Linked DNA regions of Mus musculus: region 1 is linked to region 2. A link is a contact called in public Hi-C data. All regions are on one chromosome and are shown on one strand. The core of a region is the stretch at or near the end of the contact, and the rest is flanking DNA. Distances in the headings are between cores, read along the strand shown.

Region 1 (3,313 bases), core at 294-2,793, 230 kb before region 2:
GGAGGAGCTCTACCCAAGGAGCTGAAGGGGTCTGCAACCCTATAAGTGGAACAACAATGTGAACTAATCAGTACCCCCAGAGCTCGTGTCTCTAGCTGCATATGTAGCAGAAGATGGCCTAGTCGGCCATCATTGAGAAGAGAGGCCCTTAGGTCTTGCAAACTTTATATGCCCCAGTACAGGGGAATGCCAGGGCCAAGAAGTGGGAGTGAGTGGGTAGGGGAGCAGGGCGGGGGGGGGGGTTTAGGGATTTTTAGGATAGCATTTGAAATGTAAATGAAGAAAATATTTAATAAAAAATTAAAAAAAAAAAGAATGAGTCATGTAGGGCATGCCCTTGGAGCTGTGTCTTGTAGCCCACCACCAACCTTCTGCCTCCTGCCTACCATGAAGTGTGCAGTTGTGCCCCGCTCCCCATCATGCATTCTCTCTGTGTTCTTCTTACCAGGATGGGCCCAGCAGCAACAGAGCCAAGTGACTGTGCCACAAAATCTCTGGAATTATGAACCAAACTGAGCATTTTTTCCTATAAAGAAAGAATAACCTGGGCAGTGCTGGCACACGCCTTTAATCCCAGCACTTGGGAGGCAGAGGCAGGCAGATTTCTGAGCTCGAGACCAGCTTGGTCTACAGAGTGAGCTCCAGGACAGACAGGGCTACACAGAGAAACCCTGCCTTGAAAAGAAAGAAAGAAAGAAAGAAAGAAAGAAAGAAAGAAAGAAAGAAAGAAAGAAAGAAAGAGGGAGGGAGGGAGGGAGGGAGGGAGGGAGGGAGGGAGGGAGGAAGGAAGGAAGGAAGGAAGGAAGGAAGGAAGGAAGGAAGGGAGAGAAAAAAAGGGAAAAAAGGAAGGAAGGAAGAAAGAAAGAATAAAAGCATGATCCATAAACCTACAAAGGAAATGATAGAAGTTCCAACATTTGACACAAGAACCTGAAGAACAAAAGCAGGAACAGGAAAAATAGTGCTTTTACTTAGGGTAAATTCTAATTAATGAAAAATCAAAGGAAATCAAAGACACTAGAGACACCGTTTTCTGCAAAACACGTACATGTGAATATTCAGTTCCCTGAAGTTCACCTAGGGAGTTTTAAGAAAAAGGTAAAATACTATCAACATTTTTGCTGTTGGATAATGCTGATGCTTGTGAAACTGGGGGCTCAGTGCTGGCTTTCTGGTGTTGCAAAACTAGCCTCTTCTCACAAGCTGAGAAAAAGACACACACAGAAAGAGATTGGTGGGTAGAGACAGAAAAACTGACAGTCTCTCAATTATTACACATTAACCCAACAGAAGCTAGGAGTTGGGACATATGTAGCCTCCTTAATGTACAGCTCTGGTCTAATAGAATATCACCTGGAGATAGGAAGAAGGCAAATGAGATGAATAGGGTCTCCCTGAGGCCTGAACTGCAGTAGAGACAGAAACATCTCACCTTCTTTAGTTTATTCTTGGTTTGCTGTTCCTAATTTTGCCCTTTGTTGATACCTATGCTGTTATGCACCAGACTTCAGAGATTGGACTGTGGCCTCTGTCTCCTTGCTGATGCAACATCAGATCTTGCTCTATATGTTCTGGGAAATACCAAAGAAGAGGCAGTTTCCTTGCACTGTTACAAAACAAACTAATGATAAATAAGAAAGACTACATTTGCTTTCATTGCCTGAGGCTGTGCCACTGCCCATACGCATATGATGGGGCCAAGAGAATTTGGGCCAGTATGGTACAGATACAGAGAGATAGACAGACAGACACAGAGATAAGACAGAGACAAACTGACAGAGACACAGAGAGACAAAGAGAAAAGATTACAAACATGTTTGATAGAATTCATATTTCTTAATAAAAAGTGAAATAAATCAGTCAAACATGTAATGAAGTCCATTTCCCAAACTGTACATAGAATGGGTGCCTCAAACTATCACTCACAAAGGCAACAAATGAAATGAAGGGGGAAAACCACTTCCCTAAAACTAAGAATATGAGTATCAGTAGACACCTTGCCTACAAATAGTTGGCTAAAACAAAACAGATTCCATGTCTTCTGTGAGCTTTGTGTTTTTGATTAGTTTGTTTGTTTGTCTTACTGATTTTTTTTTGTTGTTTGTTTTGATTTCAGTTTCCAGAAGGTGAAAGAATGACCTATCACCTTCCAGCATTATGATAGCTGACTAATAGTGGCGAAGCTTCCAGGTGAGTGCCAGCTGCATGTCTCAGTGTTATGACTCTAGTATGAGCTGTCTTCAGCCATAAGGGTCTTAGAATAAAGTTCTAAAGGGAATCTAAGAGCAATACTTGGTGTGTATGAGACATCTCTAGACAACCCCGAAAGAAGTAACCCCTTTCCTGCTTAATGCTGTGCTTTTTATTTGCCAGCCTATGGTGTTTAGTAGGAGCAATTTTGTATCCATTTACAGGGTAAGGCCACGTAAATTATTTTAATATATATACATCAATTGTTTTTTAAAATTTAACACATTTATAGCTTTATCCAAAATAAGTTCTAGGCCTACAGTAACTTTACAAATATTTAACAGGGGAAATAATGACATATTTGAAGGCCTAGAAACACATGTCACCTTGATATCTGAGAATATGTTCTTCATACAGTTAATGACTTTGAACTAAAAATTCCAAAGAGATCTTTGGAGGACAGGTGGTTATCGAAGAAACCATAAAATATAAAATTAAATTTGAAAAAGAAGTAAGCCAAAGTAGCGAAGAAGTTTTAAAACAAAACAAAACAAAACAAAACAAAAAACAAACAAAAAACACAGATTTGGGGCTGAGATTTTTGCTCAGAGGTGGAGAATACTTATTGCTTTTGCAGACAACATTGGCTCTGGGATCATAGTGGCTCATAACCATCCATAATTTGAGGTCCAGGGAACCTCTTCAAACCCCCATACACTGAGCACTCAAATGGAGCCCATACCTAAATGCAAGTAATACATACAAAATAAAATAAATCTGCCACAGTTCTTTCTTTCTTTCCTCTGTCACTTTGTCTCTTTTTTTGAGTCCCTTCTCTTTCCTCTACCTTCTCTTTCCTTGAATAAAAAATGGTACAGCTATTTAATATGTATAGTGGCAATTTCTTATGAGACTAGACATATTCTTTCTCTATACAACCAACATGTTGTGATATTTGGTATTTTCTCAAACAAAAGTTGATAGCTTATATCTACACAAAGTCTTATACATAGATGTTTATAATTCATAACTTTATATATATAATTATCAAATTCAAAGCATGAACAACAATGCCTTTCAGCAGATGACTGGATATATACACTGTGGTTCATCCAGACAGTAG
Region 2 (3,179 bases), core at 294-2,793:
TTGCACAGCTTTCTTGAAAACAGAACATCTGAGTTAACAGGCTTTCAGGATTGGAAATTTTGAGTGTTGCCTTAATTGTTTATACTGCTGCAGCAAACTTTTAAACAAAATGCTGGGAGTCCCTGCACACACTTCACTAGCCCATATGCTCCACCAAACAAAACAATGGCATTCCTTTCAAATGGCTTTGGCAAGGGATCCTATTCCTTAGCCTGGCATTTAACATGAAAGTAAAGAGGTTTTAGAACATCTGTGTGCCCGGTCCCCACAGATTGGCAGTAAGATCTGTATCCTCATGACTGGAGAGGAGTTCTCAGTTTCGAGCCTGGGCTTTGGACAGGTATTTTTCTCCACAGCAACAGGTTAGTGTGGTCCTGAGCCAATGATTAGAATCCATGAAAGTTTTTCCTCTTAAGGATTGAGTCGTTCAGCATAGGGTCTGAGAGCCCATTGTCAAGATTGTATTCCTTGGCAAAAAGTAGTTAGTCACTTTACAAAAAATAAAATTGAGTTGGGGGTAAGGTTCGCTGGCTTTTTGTTGATGTCGCTCGTTGCTTCTGTTTTTATTTTGTTTTTGTTCTAACAGCAAAAGTTTCAGTGTTCCAAAATTAATCACTAATTCAATACCCTACGAGTTGCTCTTTGCTTCTTCGGTGGGTTTTTCATAGAGGTAGGTTTTCCAGAGGTGAAAATGATTGTCACTAATAAATATGCCCAGAGTCTGGCTCCAATGTGGCCCCAGATCAGACATTTAAAGGAAATTTGTTCTCAGACAGAGCCATCATCAGTGCCTTTGCACTCGGCCCCCAGGCTCTCTCACTCCTACCCCAGAAAAACTTTGGATGGGGTCCAGATGCTGCCTCTGCACCCCCAAACCCCCAAATGCCCTGCTTTCATCTGCCTGATCAAATCTGGTTTCCTAGGCAGGGCAGTCAGGGAGCCCCAAGCAGACTGCTTTCCAGCTCCAGACTGGCCCAAGAGCTTCCTCTCTGGGTAACCGCTGAGTTTATTTAGCAAGTGTAAGCTAGCCATTGCGGGGCAGGGCTCCCTGGCAAAGAAGTCCTTTCCCCCTCCTCTGCCACTCCGGCGCCGCCGCCACCGCCACCACCTAATAACTAATAACCTCCCCGGACACTCTTGAGCTGGAGGGAAAGAAGTTCCTGCTAGGACTGTCAACGAAATACATTTCCCCGCCCCCGCCCCCACTCCCAATGCCAGCACCCACCTGACTCGGCAAAGGTGATGATCTCCGAGGTCTGCTCCATGAGTTCATTCATTTCGGCCCTCCTGCCAATGTCGTCCTCTATCTCCACATACCCGTTCTCCCCCACTTTACCCACATGAAGCTTTCTGATCGCGTTGAGAAGCGCCGCCTTGGGCACCGGCTGGGTGACATCGGGTCTCTTCTTCAAGTGCAGCATGTTTAAGATGTGCTTCTTGACAGCCTCTACCATCTCTGGCTGAGAGTTAGGTCCATCCTTCGGAAGGGTGGCCAGCGCACAGGACGGGCAGTCCGGGGCTGAGCCGTGCCCCTCGGATCCTGGGGTGGGGGAACTCCTCACTATAATCCAGCAACTTGCCAACAGAAATCCTCTCAGCCAAAGCAAGGGCATCCTGGCAGCAAAAGTCGTGTGGTTGCCTTCTTTAAAGGCCCTGCTTTTCCTCCCCACCCCTCACGCACAGGTTTTTTTGGACTTTTTTTTTCCTTCTCCTCTTCAGCAAATTCTCTGGAACAAGAGCAAAAAGTTTTCTGTGAAGTTTTGTTTGCAGGTTCCCTCTCTGAATGCAGTCAGTGCTGTAGGTTTGTGGCTGTCAGGGAGGAGAGTTCTGACTGTCTCCGAGTAAAAGAGAAGGAAGGAGGGAGGGAGAGAGGGAGGGAGGGAGGGAGGGAGAGAGGGAGGGAGGAAGGAAGAGACAGGGTGGGGGGAGACAGAGACTGAGAGAGGATGGGAGGGAGAGACAGGGAGAAAAGAGAGAGGGGGAAGAGAAGACAGAGGGAAAGGGGGAGAAAGAGGGACAGCAAGGGAGGGGGAGGGAGAAAGGAAGAGAGAAGGAGAGGGGGAGGGGAGGGAAGGGGAGGGAGTGAGAGGGAGGGAAGGGAGAGAGAGAGAAGAGAGAGAGAGAGGGAGGGAGAGAGAGAGAGAGAGAGAGAGAGAGAGAGAGAGAGAGAGAGAGAGAGAGAGAGGGATTGGCCCTAAGTGAGTGAGTGAATGGGAGAGGGAGGAGGGAGGGCGTCTGTGAGTATGAGCTGTGACTAGGGAGGAGGGACAGCCCGTTTCTGACAGGCTGCCTTCTTGCTGCTCCTTGCTCCCTCACACACACCTCTCTTCCAATCCTGCCATTCTCTGAAGAATGGGGGGGGGGGGGCACTCCAGTCCTTTCTACAATAAATTCTTCTAAATCGGTTCACTTTTAGTCTAGGGGTTTCTTTCTTTCTCTCTCTCTCTCTCTCTTTCTTTTCATCTTTCTCTGCTCAATCCTTTTCCTTGCCTCACCTTTTTTCTTTGGAGGGAGAAAGGCAAGCAAATTAAATGCACTGTTTCCATTCACTGAGATGGCTAGATAGGAAAGTGTCCCCAGGTCATCTCCCATGGCTTTGCACTTTCCTGGAGTAAGAACCCACCTGATCCTGCTGTGGGTCTGAGGGAGGTCCTCAGATTGGTAGCACAGGTCAGGGGTCTGGGACTGGGGCAGAGGGGCTGCCTGAGACAGCTGGTTGTTCTGCCTGACAGAATCCAGAACCATTCATTTGGGCCATTCATTCATATTTAAATGTCCAGGGTCCTTAAGCCAGCCGGGAGATCTTATGGGACCTGGAGCGAGCGCAGCAGAACTTTTGTCTGGGGTCATATAATACACTCTGCTTTTGCCAAGTGGGCACCACAGCAGGGCACTGGAAGCTCCCTTGGGCAAGCAGCATTTTACACAGTCAGGGAAGGTACTCACCCTGTTTCCCATCTCTCTACCCTGGATGCACACATATTCAAAAATTATAGCCCACTGCCCACTGTCCTGGCTTCACAGATAAAGCACAGAATTCATTTGGCTTTTCTCACATCCTTTCATGAAAAACAGGGCACTCTTATGATGTGAGTAACTGGTCTGGAGGGCACGAATCTCTAAATATATTGGCAAATTCTTTTCCCCTGGCATGAACTACTCTCATTTTGTTCTTCTAC

The links. A called contact is a pair of places that touch in the nucleus more often than the background predicts.
Region 1: a contact with region 2 is called in a Hi-C map of ECoMG-derived neutrophils, with 4 times the contacts expected there. The contact joins two enhancer-like sites. A contact is called at or near these places in 4 of 39 promoter capture datasets (the 3T3-L1 cell line, 3T3-L1-derived adipocytes, embryonic stem cells and 1 more), 1 of 15 datasets of contacts at CTCF or cohesin (pro-B cells), 9 of 484 Hi-C or Micro-C datasets (ECoMG-derived neutrophils, the HL-1 cell line, the MC3T3-E1 cell line and 6 more), 1 of 115 datasets of contacts at active chromatin or transcription factors (bone marrow-derived macrophages) and 1 of 9 other capture datasets (adipose tissue).

What each region holds. Positions count from the first base shown.
Region 1 is chr13:16,241,456-16,244,768 of GRCm38.p6, reverse strand. Gm31711 (a long non-coding RNA gene) reads left to right here. Exons shown (of 9, transcript XR_382099.2): 3 at 2,117-2,190. Among named protein-coding and RNA genes, the nearest start is that of Gm31711, 18 kb to the left of the region's middle. Within about 2 kb of position 1,543, at least 4 of the 459 cell types and tissues checked have an H3K27ac peak or open chromatin away from gene starts, as enhancers often do. A contact at or near this core is called in ECoMG-derived neutrophils, where this site is marked.
Region 2 is chr13:16,015,730-16,018,908 of GRCm38.p6, reverse strand. Inhba (inhibin beta-A) reads right to left here. Exons shown (of 5, transcript NM_008380.2): 4 at 1,226-1,727. The coding sequence starts at 1,613. It also overlaps the pseudogene B230303A05Rik. Among named protein-coding and RNA genes, the nearest start is that of Inhba, 5.5 kb to the right of the region's middle. Within about 2 kb of position 1,543, at least 74 of the 459 cell types and tissues checked have an H3K27ac peak or open chromatin away from gene starts, as enhancers often do. A contact at or near this core is called in ECoMG-derived neutrophils, where this site is marked.